Linked DNA regions of Sus scrofa: region 2 is linked to region 1. A link is a contact called in public Hi-C data. All regions are on one chromosome and are shown on one strand. The core of a region is the stretch at or near the end of the contact, and the rest is flanking DNA. Distances in the headings are between cores, read along the strand shown. Region 1 has its middle 9.8 kb from the start of ZMYM3. Region 2 holds the start of TAF1 (transcription initiation factor TFIID subunit 1).

Evidence for each region. A called contact is a pair of places that touch in the nucleus more often than the background predicts.
Region 2: a contact with region 1 is called in a Hi-C map of skeletal muscle, with 5 times the contacts expected there. The contact joins the promoter of TAF1 here to the enhancer-like site in region 1. A contact is called at or near these places in 12 of 47 Hi-C or Micro-C datasets (alveolar macrophages, brain, fetal liver and 5 more) and 2 of 2 datasets of contacts at active chromatin or transcription factors (alveolar macrophages and skeletal muscle).

The regions. Positions count from the first base shown.
Region 1 is chrX:57,286,653-57,291,755 of Sscrofa11.1, reverse strand. No RefSeq gene overlaps it. Among named protein-coding and RNA genes, the nearest start is that of ZMYM3, 9.8 kb to the right of the region's middle. Within about 2 kb of position 1,730, at least 66 of the 83 cell types and tissues checked have an H3K27ac peak or open chromatin away from gene starts, as enhancers often do. A contact at or near this core is called in alveolar macrophages, fetal liver, liver and 1 more, where this site is marked.
Region 2 is chrX:57,378,302-57,384,119 of Sscrofa11.1, reverse strand. TAF1 (transcription initiation factor TFIID subunit 1) reads right to left here and starts at 1,909. Exons shown (of 38, transcript XM_021079953.1): 1 at 1,362-1,909; 2 at 1-68. The coding sequence starts at 1,766. LOC110257711 (a long non-coding RNA gene) reads left to right here and starts at 1,886. Exons shown (of 2, transcript XR_002340621.1): 1 at 1,886-1,973; 2 at 3,524-3,968. It overlaps LOC100620825 (rho-related GTP-binding protein RhoG-like), which reads right to left. Exons shown (of 3, transcript XM_005659070.3): 3 at 4,018-5,818.

The DNA.
Region 1 (5,103 bases), core at 481-2,980:
AGTAGCGTGTCACCTAACCTCTTAGCTTCAGCTTCCTCATCTGTAAGATGGGAGATAACATCTACTGCACAGGGCTAGTTATTTTAAAAATATTTAAAAATCATGTAAGCAGCAGTCACTTGTTCCTGCTAGCCAACACTACCTCTATTTCTGCATGTGGTTGGTGGGTGCTTCAGTTAGACAAACGGCATCAATTACATTCTTCCCCTGATCTTCTGGATTCTAGCAAAAAAATCACTTTTACAACCAAACTACCTACCTTTTTGTGTAATAAATGTCTCCATAATGCTAATATTTATAATCTTTCCAGTTTATTATTTCTCAAGCAGGTATTCAACGGTGACCACTAATATTGTATAAATCACCTGAAACAGTGCCCACAAAATACCAAGTACTCAATAAATATTGCCCCTATTATGTACTTCTGATGATGACCATTGATATAATTTGGAAATACATGCAGACATCCGAGTAATAAATTCACTGCACCCCTAACCATTGGGCCTCCGAGAAGAGAAGAAAGCATAAAACCACCAGTGAGGATTTCTATCTATTTGCCCTCATGGACTTCCTGAGAGAAAATATGTATTGTTGTTATTAGAAAGACGGGGCTATTAGGCACACCTAAAACAAGATTTGCACAAATCTTGTTCAGGTACAGGACCAAACACTACATCACACATATTTGAAATCTAAAAAAATGTTCCCTTAATTTTCAGGAAAAGGATCAACTTCTTAAGTGCAGACTGTGGGAGTAAATCTAGAAAAAAATCTACCAGACTGAGGTGGATGCCTGGATGTGGACCTGTTAAAAGCTGTAGGGAGGACTGGCATGGTAAGGTCCTTTCCTAAAGAGTCTCTTAGGACCTTCATTTAGTAACAAGAAAAGTTGGACAAAGACACACTATAAATCTAGCCGATACTCTCCCTCATTAGAGTTGCCAAATTTATCAAATAAAAAAAAATATGCTACAGTTAAGTTTGAGTTTCAGATTCTTAAAAAAATGAATGATTTTTAGTGTAAGTCCCATGCAACGTATTCTAAAAGAGAATCTGTGGCCTAAATGAAGTTCAAATCTAACGGGATGTCCTGTAATCTGGCAACGCTACACCTACCTCTACTTCGACTGAAGATAGCAAAGTACCTCCCAGTCCTAACCTCGACTTCTCTGTTAACACAAAGAAAGGTGTCAGCTTATGACAATCATTTTCCCAAACGGAAAATACCCACCAGGAAATCCGTAAAAATCATCTTTAAAAAGTGGTGTCATAAACGGGTCGAGTAGCTAGGCAACAAGACTAAAAAAAAAAAAAAAAAATTAAAAATAAAAAAAATTAAAAGGCCTCTGGGAACCTGCCGAGGAAAAGCGGCGGGGGCTGGACTAGCAGATGAACTTCCCAGCTAAGAGTTTTGACAAAGAAACATCGCTGGGGTGGGGGTGGGGGGGCGCCCACTTTCTCCTTCGGAATTAATGGCCTCGCGAGGCCGAGAGGAGGAGCGCCCGACAAAGCGCCTCCTCCTCCTCCTCCAGCCTCGACCTCAGGGCTTTCGGATAATAGACCCCACACCCTCAGGCCCAGAGCGGCTGAAGAGCCGGGAAACTTACTGACGGGGCTCAGATTCCAAAATGAGCCGCACAAAGAAACTGGGAGAGAAGAGAAACGAGAGCCAGGTTAAAGCAGAAGGCTAGGCCAGTGGAGAGCTATGGGCCCCCGCGGGTGGGCTGAGGAAGCCGTGTGGCGGCGGGGACAAGGCCTCAAGGGGCCTCGGAACGATCGGCCCACCTCCCTCCAACCCCAGCCTCGCCCTCGCCTCTTCCTTCACCGATTGTCGCAAGAAATCGTACTCTCCTCTCAAACAAGTACTAAGTCGTCCCCAAACTCACCCTCTACCGACTGTTTTCTCCTCAGAGTAACGGCGACGCTACACGGCCTCTACCGTCCCGAGAAAAGAGCGCGCGACCGCCGGAAACGAGACGACGGAGCTCGGTGCCTCCCTAGGGGTACAAAGTGGCGTTCCCGATTGGGTATCTTACCTGCCAATCAACGTTCATCTCCAGAGGCGGAATCGTTTCTCCACCATTTCTTCGATCTTATTGGCTACCGAATGCGAAAGACTTGAGTTCGTGTGAACGACAGATGGGGACAAAGAGCGAGGCTTTGTACCGAATCCGCATGCGCAAACTGCGTCCGCTAGAGACGGAAAAGGAAGGGGGGAGGGGGGAAAGGGGGAGGGGGGTGGAGGGGTCGGAAGGAGAGCCATCAACGGCCTAACGGAAAGACTGAAAGACCAAGTGATGGGAGGGGGGAAAGGAGAAGGGAAAAAAGGGAGAGGAAAGTGCAAAGAGGGAGAGAGAAGGGGAGAAAATGTGCGCGTAGGCGTGCTCAGAGCACTGCGCCTGTGCAAGCAGCTGGAGTAACAATGTCATTGTATTTAGTGTAGTAGATCTAGCCTTTTCCTACTGAAATAATACCCCGCCATATTTCTTTTTTCACACTTCCTCATTAGGGCTTGCACTCTGACACTTCTTACTTAATCTGATTTTCCAGATGCTTCTGCTGCCAGGTTTACTCCTGAAGCCCAACTGAAATAGTCATCACTATGGTTATGGTTTTAGGAAAGGGTCGGGGAGGGGAGGGAGCCTCGATACTTTAGTCTCTTCGTGATTACACAGAATTGTAACCAGCACCCTCATTTCCATGGTAACCAGGGAACCCAGCAGTCCAAATATCACCATTGTTCCCTATGATTTACAGAGAGATTCAACAGGTGTCGTCATTGCCATGGATACACTGTAGACCTCCAGATCAGACTGACTCTCTATTTCATAGTATGCCAATTAGGGAATCACCTTCATTTTTCAGTAATGCCTAACTAGCCCTGTGGTTAATAAAGGGCTACAAGGCTCAACTGATAGTTGTTTACAGTTAATTACCACTAATTAACTCACACTAAAGGTTTGGGGTGTCCTGACTGGTGCCACCTTAGGTAGGGACACAGTGAACTAGACCTACACTGTCTAGAACCTTCTGCAATGATAGAAATGTTCTATATCTGTTCTGTTCAACATAGTAGCTACTGGCCATATGCGGCCATTGAGAACTTGAAATAGGATTAGTGCGACTGAAGAACTGAATCCTCAATTCCACTTTATTTTGTTTTATTTTATTTATTTATTTATTTTTGGTCTTTCTATCTTTTTAGGGCCGAACCCGCGGCACATGGAGGTTCCCAGGCTAGGAGTCCAATCGGAGCTGTTGCTGCCAGCCACAGCCACAGCCACACCAGATCTGAGCCGCGTCTGCGACCTACACCACAGCTCACCGCAATGCCGAATCCTTGACCTGCTGATCAAGTCCAGGGATCAAACCTGCAACCTCATGGTTCCTAGTCGAATTTGCTTCCACTGTGCCACGATGGGAACGCCCTCCATTTCATTTTAATTAACTAAAATGTAAATAGTCACATGTGGCTAGTGGCTACCATATTGGATATATATCTAGACCAATGGTTCCCAAACTTTTTGAGAATAAATAACACCTTTGTTATGAAAAAAGAAATATTACCTCTGTTCTGAAAAAGGCATTTTCCCCTGCTTACGGAAAAAAAAATTTTTTAAACCCAAGAGTGAAAAGGAAAAAAGTCTCTTCCTCTGTTCTTCCTAGTGGTTATAATTATAACTATATTCTGGCATTTCTATTTTCTATGTTTGTACTGTCCTGATCAAAGTTTATACAAGTAGGATTAAGTTATATGTACTTTTCTGAGTATATACTTTCTCACTTAAAAAAACACTGTAGGAGTTCTCTTGTGGCATAAAGGGTTAAGAATCCAGCATTGCCACTGCAGTGGCTCAGGTGTCTGTTGTGGCATAGGTTAGATCCCTGGCCCAGGAACTTCTACATGCCTCAGTCCCAACCAAAGAAGAAAAAAAGAAAAAACTTCAGCTATCTTTCTACATAAAGCAAAAAAGATCTAGGAGGACTCAGTATCAAATGTAGACTCCTGAATGATGGCTTTTAGTGTCTGTTGAGTGAAAAAATACATAGTTACTAAAAGGCTACTATGGATTCAATAACATTTTAATGAATTGATACATTGTTAATCACCCCAGCTGTTTACAAGATTGGAAAACTAGAACAACAAATTAAAAGAAAAATTCTTGTACTTTGTCTCTCTCCTCAAAGCAATCACAATGTAAGCAGAGAAATGTTAATATGAACAAGCAATTTCAATACTGTAGACCAATAATAGTATCATATTAGGGGTAATGGCAGCACAGCTCTCCTGAGTGGATCAGGAATGGCTTCACAGAAAAAAACGCCTTTGAATTGGGTCTTAAATAAAAGGTTGAAGTCAGACAGATCAGTGTGCAAAGGGTCAAAGACAGAATGACCTATGTTTAGGAAATTTGTCACGGCCGAAGAAAAGTGGAGAGGCCGAGTGACAGGAAATTAGGTTATAGAGATAGACACAGGCCAAAAAATTAAGAACCTGTGCCATGCTTAGAAGTTTTTACTTTAACCTATAGGTGATGGAAAGAGATTGGAGGATTTTTAAAAAGTAACTTACGGAGTTCCTATTGTGGCTCAGCAGTAACAAACCCGAATAGTATACATGAGGATGCACATTCAATCCCTGGCCTCGCTCAGTGGGTTAAGCGTCTGGTGTTGCCATGAGCTATGGTGTAGGCCAGCAGCTGGAGCTCTGATTCAACCCCTAGCCTGGGAACTTCCATATGCTGTAGGTGCAGCCCTAAAAAGACAAAAAAATAAATAAATAAATAATAAAACAAGACTTACCTCCATTGTATATTAAAAAAATTTCCCCATCTTAAGACCCTTAACTTAATCACATCTGCAAAGTTCTACCTTGTTGCCATATAAGGTAACATTGACAGGCTCCAGGAACTAGAACATGGATATCTTTGGGGGTGGGGGGGCATTATTCAGCTTACTAGGATCACCCCAGCAACAGTGTATAGAAAAGATTGGAGGAGATAAGCTAGAAGATAAGGACACCAGTTAGAATACAATCATAAGGAGTTCCCATTGTGGCTCAGTGGGTTAAGAACCGGACTAGTATCCATGAGAATTCGGGTT
Region 2 (5,818 bases), core at 660-3,159, 92 kb before region 1:
GCTGTGAGTTCAGTGATCAGGCTGCCCAGACCCAAAGCCCCCAAGCCTGCCAAGTGCTTCTTACACTCCTGAAAAAGGGACAGCGCTAGAATCAAAGACAATTAACTAAATGTTTCCCACACCATAAGGCTTATTTCTCAGCTCCACAAGTGATAAATCCATATATAAAATGACTCAGTGATGTGCTAAGGGAGCACCACATTTGAGAACTGTAAAGTACATCTTCCACTGAACTCAACATTGATCAGATCTTTATTATCATGTCCAATTTCACCACCATTTAAAGTAATGTAAGAAAAAGATTATTCGGAGTTCCCGTCGTGGCGCAGTGGTTAACGAATCCGACTAGGAACCATGAGGTCGCGGGTTCGGTCCCTGCCCTTGCTCAGTGGGTTAAAGATCCGGCGTTGCTGTGAGTTGTGGTGTAGGTCGCAGACGCGGCTCGGATCCCGCGTTGCTGTGGCTCTGGTGTAGGCCGGTGGCTACAGCTCCGATTCAACCCCTAGCCTGGGAACCTCCATATGCCGCGGAAGCGGCCCAAGAGATAGCAACAACAACAACAACAAAACAACAACAACAAAAGACAAAAAAAGAAAAAAGAAAAGAAAAAGATTATTCAAGGAACCACTACCAAGACTGAATGAATGTAACAGCAGTTCTCTGAATAAAGGCTAAGGAAACTGAGGTCATTTCGAAGAGAAAGCAAAGGCAGGAACTTTATTGCTATCTTTTATTTGTATTGCAGGGAAGGAGGAATATTGTTGGTCAATATTTTCTCCTTGAAATAATGAACTTAAATGAGTACAGGTGAGTGTCCGCTGGCCACAGGAAACTACTTCAGGACCCTCAACGAACAGTGGGAAAACCATGTAAGAAGTGCCCTGGAACCAGAAGGGGTCTGCCCTGGATGGTTAAGAACTGGGGCCTGAACCACATGATTTGTTGCAGATCAGTCCTCTTGCTCTAGAGCCACGTCTAGTCAGTGAGGTCACAAAGGCAGACAGTTTCAAGAAATAGCCAAGGCTCTTACGGCAATGGTTTGAAAGCAATCACTAGGTTAAGCTGCTATTTTTCCTATTCCCTGGTCAAGAAGAATTAGCTTGGAAGTCACCCATATCAGCGTCGCTGACGTACCAGGTCTTGCCTATCGTTCTCCTCTCTGGCCCCAACCCTCGTCCAGAACCGAGCCCCCTAGTTCTGGGTTACAACACAACCCACTAGCAGCGCAGCCGCTTCTCTGGTTTTCTCGCACGTTGAGCGCGCCCTCTAGTCTCCTGTCCTAAGCACCCTCAACTCCCCTCACTTCACGTATTCCCTAGCCGATCCACCCTCCAGCCCTATTCCCTCTCCCACCCCCTCACATCGTCCAACACGCTTTCCCCCTCCAGCTGCCCGGCTCCATTGATGTTGCCGAAAAGGAAACCGGTTAAAGAAAATGGGCCGCCTCCAGCGGAATCTTCATCGCTGTCTGTGTCCGACATGATGGCGGCGTCGGTGCCGGCAGCTGCTACAGGCAACGGCAAATCGCAGCTTCGTCCCATAGACCGGAAATAAAAATGAGTCGCCCAGAAGTGACTCGCAGAGTTCCTACACCTTACCAGCCCCCACCGGAAGCGGCATAAAGGAAAAAAAGAACCGGAAAGACCGCCCGTCCTACGAGAAAGGAGAATTGGTGTCACTACTTTACTAGCGGCTTTGGATTGGACTATCCGCGCTGGATTCGTGGAAAGCGGTTGGTCAAAGAAAATACTTGGTCCCGCCCCCATCCACTTTTCTGCGTAGGCTCCGTGTCTGCGCACTGAGGGAGCGACGGCTATTTCTCCAATCAGAAGGAGTCACCTGGGTCACATGGTCTGCGTCCCGGTAACTACACGTCACTACGGCACAGGAAATGGAAGTAAGGGTTGGGTCCTTTTCATCTCTGCTATCAGTTGCTTTACCGCTTCGTCACTGTGCCAAAGGTACCTTTGCAGGTTGGTTGTTTTGAATTGACACACACCCCCTTTTTTTCGGGGTGTTAAAGTAAAAGGTGAATAAAATAGCCGACCCTTCACCTAGATTCAGTTTAAACACTGCCAGTTTTTGTTTCCCCGAACCTTTTGAAAGTCTTCACCCCAAAAATACTTTTTTCTACATAGCCACAATACTATTAGCACATCTTAAGAACTTAACATTAATTCAATATCGTTTAACATACAGTCCATGTTTAAATTTATTCAGTTGTCTTAATTGGAGCATTTTACATTTCAGTCCGGGATCCATTCAGGGTTCAGCCTCTTTCTCTGTGTTGCATGATACTACTACATTTTGGGAAGAATTCATCTAATTTTTTCTTTAAAGCGATTCAAGTTAAATATCTTACCGGCAGCCATCAGAAAGCACAATGTCAGGTTGTCCCAATGTTGCTGATGCTGAATTTGATCACTTCAAAAAAGGGTGTCCACCAGATTTCTCTGTCGCAATAGCACATTTTTCCTCTTATAATTAGTACATAATCTAGGGGGTGATACTTTGAAATCGTGTATATATTCTATTCCCCATCGCCCTTACACCTAAAGGTTTTAGCATCTGTTGGTGATCCTTGCCTGAATCAGTTATTGGAAGAGTGCAAAAGGGTGATTTTGCTAATTATTAATTCCTTCTACATTTATTAACTGGACTTAGTAAAGGAGAACTTTCCCTTTTCTTACCTCTTTTCTTGCATTTTTATTTTAATGTGTTACAGTCTAGCACCATTATTATCTTTGATGCTCTGACTGTCCACTGGGAACCACTTCACTCTGGCTCCTGTGTCCTTTTGATATGAGCACGTCCTTGCTTTTTGGCACAAGGTGTTCAAGACTTACTCTTATTATTATTGAGCACGTCCTTGCTTTTTGGCACAAGGTGTTCAAGACTTACTCTGTGCATTCCCTGTCGCAGACCTGATATAAGCCATTTCTCCAAGTGGCCCTGGTTCTTTTTAGTGGGGAATAGTGCTTAGAAACTGGGGCATCGTTGCTTGTAGGCCCTTTCATTGGAGAGAACTAAAAAAAAAATAAAATAAAAGAATGAGTTTATACTAACACCTTCAATTCAAAGCTAACACCACCTAGAGTTCCCCATTGTGGCTCAGCAGGTTATGAACCCTACTAGTATCCATGAGGATGCAAGTTCGACCCCTGGCCTCGCTCAGTGGGTTAAGGACCCAGTGTTGCCATGAGCTTTGGCATAGGTCACTGACTTGGCTTGAATCCTGCATGGCTGTGGCTGTGGTGTAGGCTGGCAGCTACAACTCCAGTTGGACCCCTAGCCTGGGGATTTCCATGTGCCACAGGTGTGGCCCTAAAAAGAAAAAAAAAAGTTAGAATACTATTTATACATTCTTTTTGTTTTGTTTTGTTTTTTTCCACTTAATAATATAGCCTGGAAATCACACTGTACCACTTCATAGGGTTCTTCCTCATTCTTTTTTTTAATGTCTGCTTAGTACTTCACTGCATGGATGTCCTGTGGAATATTCTAACAGTAGTTATATTTCTAGGCCAGATAACAAAGCTCTACAAAAACCTGCATGTAGGGCGTGGCCCTCAAAAAGACAAAAAAGCAAAATGGAAGAGTTCTCTTGTGGCAGTCCCTGGCCTGGGAACTTCTATGTACCGTGAGTATGGCCAAAAAATAGAATACGTTTTTTAATGTATCTCATATTGTCTCTTGGACACTTGTGCTTGAGGAAAAGCAGAGATACAGATGTTCAATTAGATGTACCTAGATGCTTGTGAAATGTGGAAGGGGACTTCAGATACTATAAAGATGCCATTCTTGACTCAAAATGTGGTTTTGCATTACTTTACTATGTAACCCAACAATTCCACTTAACAGGTATATACCCAAGAGAATTGAAAGGATATCCACACAAAACGTTCTATATGAAGGTTCATAGCAGCACTATTTGTAATAGCTAAAGTGTAGAAATAATCAAAAAAAAAGAATCCAAACGTCCCTCAACTATGAGTAGATAAAATCTGGTATACTTATACAGTAGAATATTATTCAGCAGTAAAAAGAAATTAAGTACCCATATGGGCTAGAAAATGGATGGATGAACCTTGAAAACATGCCAAATGAAAGGAAAGAGTTCAAAATGACCACATATTGTTTGACTCCATTTATATGAAATGTTCAGAAAATAAAAGGAGATGAGTAGTTGCCTAGGTCTGGGGATGACTACAAGGGATTAACTGCATGAGGGATCTCTTTGGGTGATGGAAATGTTCTCAAACTGAATTTTGGTGATGGCATGACTCAGTAAGTTTACTAAAAATCATGAAATTGTACACTTTAAATGAGTGAATTTTACAGTATGTAAATTACACCTCAATAAAGCTTTTCTAAAACAAAAACATGATTTTGCTCTTCCTTACTCATGCACTTAATAGTGCACCAGCACTATTTGCAGTTGCCAGCCAGGATTAGTTTATTTTTATAACAAACAGAGGAAGGAGGGAGTTCCCGTCGTGGCTCAGCAGAAACGGATCTGACTAGCATCCATCAGGATGCAGGTTTGATCCCTGGCCTCGCTCAGTGTGTTAAGAATCCAGCATTGCCGTGAACTGTGGTGTAGGTCCCAGACAAGGCTCGGATCTGGTGTGGCTGTGGCTGTGGCATAGGCCAGCGACTATAGCTCTAATTCAACCCCTAGCCTGGGAACCTCCACATGCCACAGATGCAGCCCTAAAAAAAAAAAAAAAAGGAAGGATATTTTCCTGAGATAACTAAAGAGGCAAAAGATATTCAATGATACATCTTGTCTTTACAACCCAGCCCCTAGCAAAGTCATGCCTGCAACACAGTGGGAGCTTGATAATTGTTTCCTGAATGCTGTGTGAGAAAAATCACTGAAAGGGAACTAACAGGACTGTCATTATTGAAAACCAGGAAATGAAGCTAAATCCTGGAGATGAATAGGTAAGGGGTGGGCAGGAACTAGAGAATCGATGTTAGGGCAGACAGTTCCCTACCCTGATTATCTGATGTAGAAAAATAAGTACAGGAGTTCCCATTGTGGCTCAGCAGGTTAAGACCCGATGTTGTCTCTGTGAAGATGTGGGTTTGATCCCTGGCCTCGCTCAGTAGGTTAAGGATCCGGCATTGCTACAAGCTATGGTGTAGGTTGCAGATGCGCCTCGGATCCGGTGTTGCCATGGCTGTGGCATAGGATCCAGCTGTGGCTCTGATTCGACCCCGGCCCGGGGACTTCCATATGCTGTGGGTGCAGCTGTAAAAAGAAAAAAGTACAGTTACACATGTGCAGTATGGTAATTATAGTTATTTCAATCCTTTGCAAAGTTGAAAAGCATTAAAAACCGCACAAAACAGGGTGAGGGGAGTAGTGAGGAATTTCTTTGGTTTTTAGAAAGCAACAGACCTGTAAAATCAGAAGAGTTTATTACCATTCACTATGAATAATTTAAAAGTGATAGTAACATGTTAGTCTAAGTATAAAAACCAAGATGTCTGTCAGTATATGCTTAAGACTATCAAATCAGTCCAATACAAAACCACTTTATCAGACTGGTAGATCACACCTCCATTTAGTAGAAGACACAAGTTTGCCCAAACCAAAGCCAGGCTTACATATGGGAATATATCAGGTACTATTAAATTAAAAGCCAACCTAAAAAGATTACAGTAACCAAAGAGAAAGTTATCAGAGACCCAGGTGACAGCCATGTTTCTAATCCCTTTCAACCATGAAGTCCTATAAGCACCCAAGGTGGCATCAATTAGAATATCCTAAGACTGGAATATACTTCCATTTGGCTGCCTTTGGGAAAAC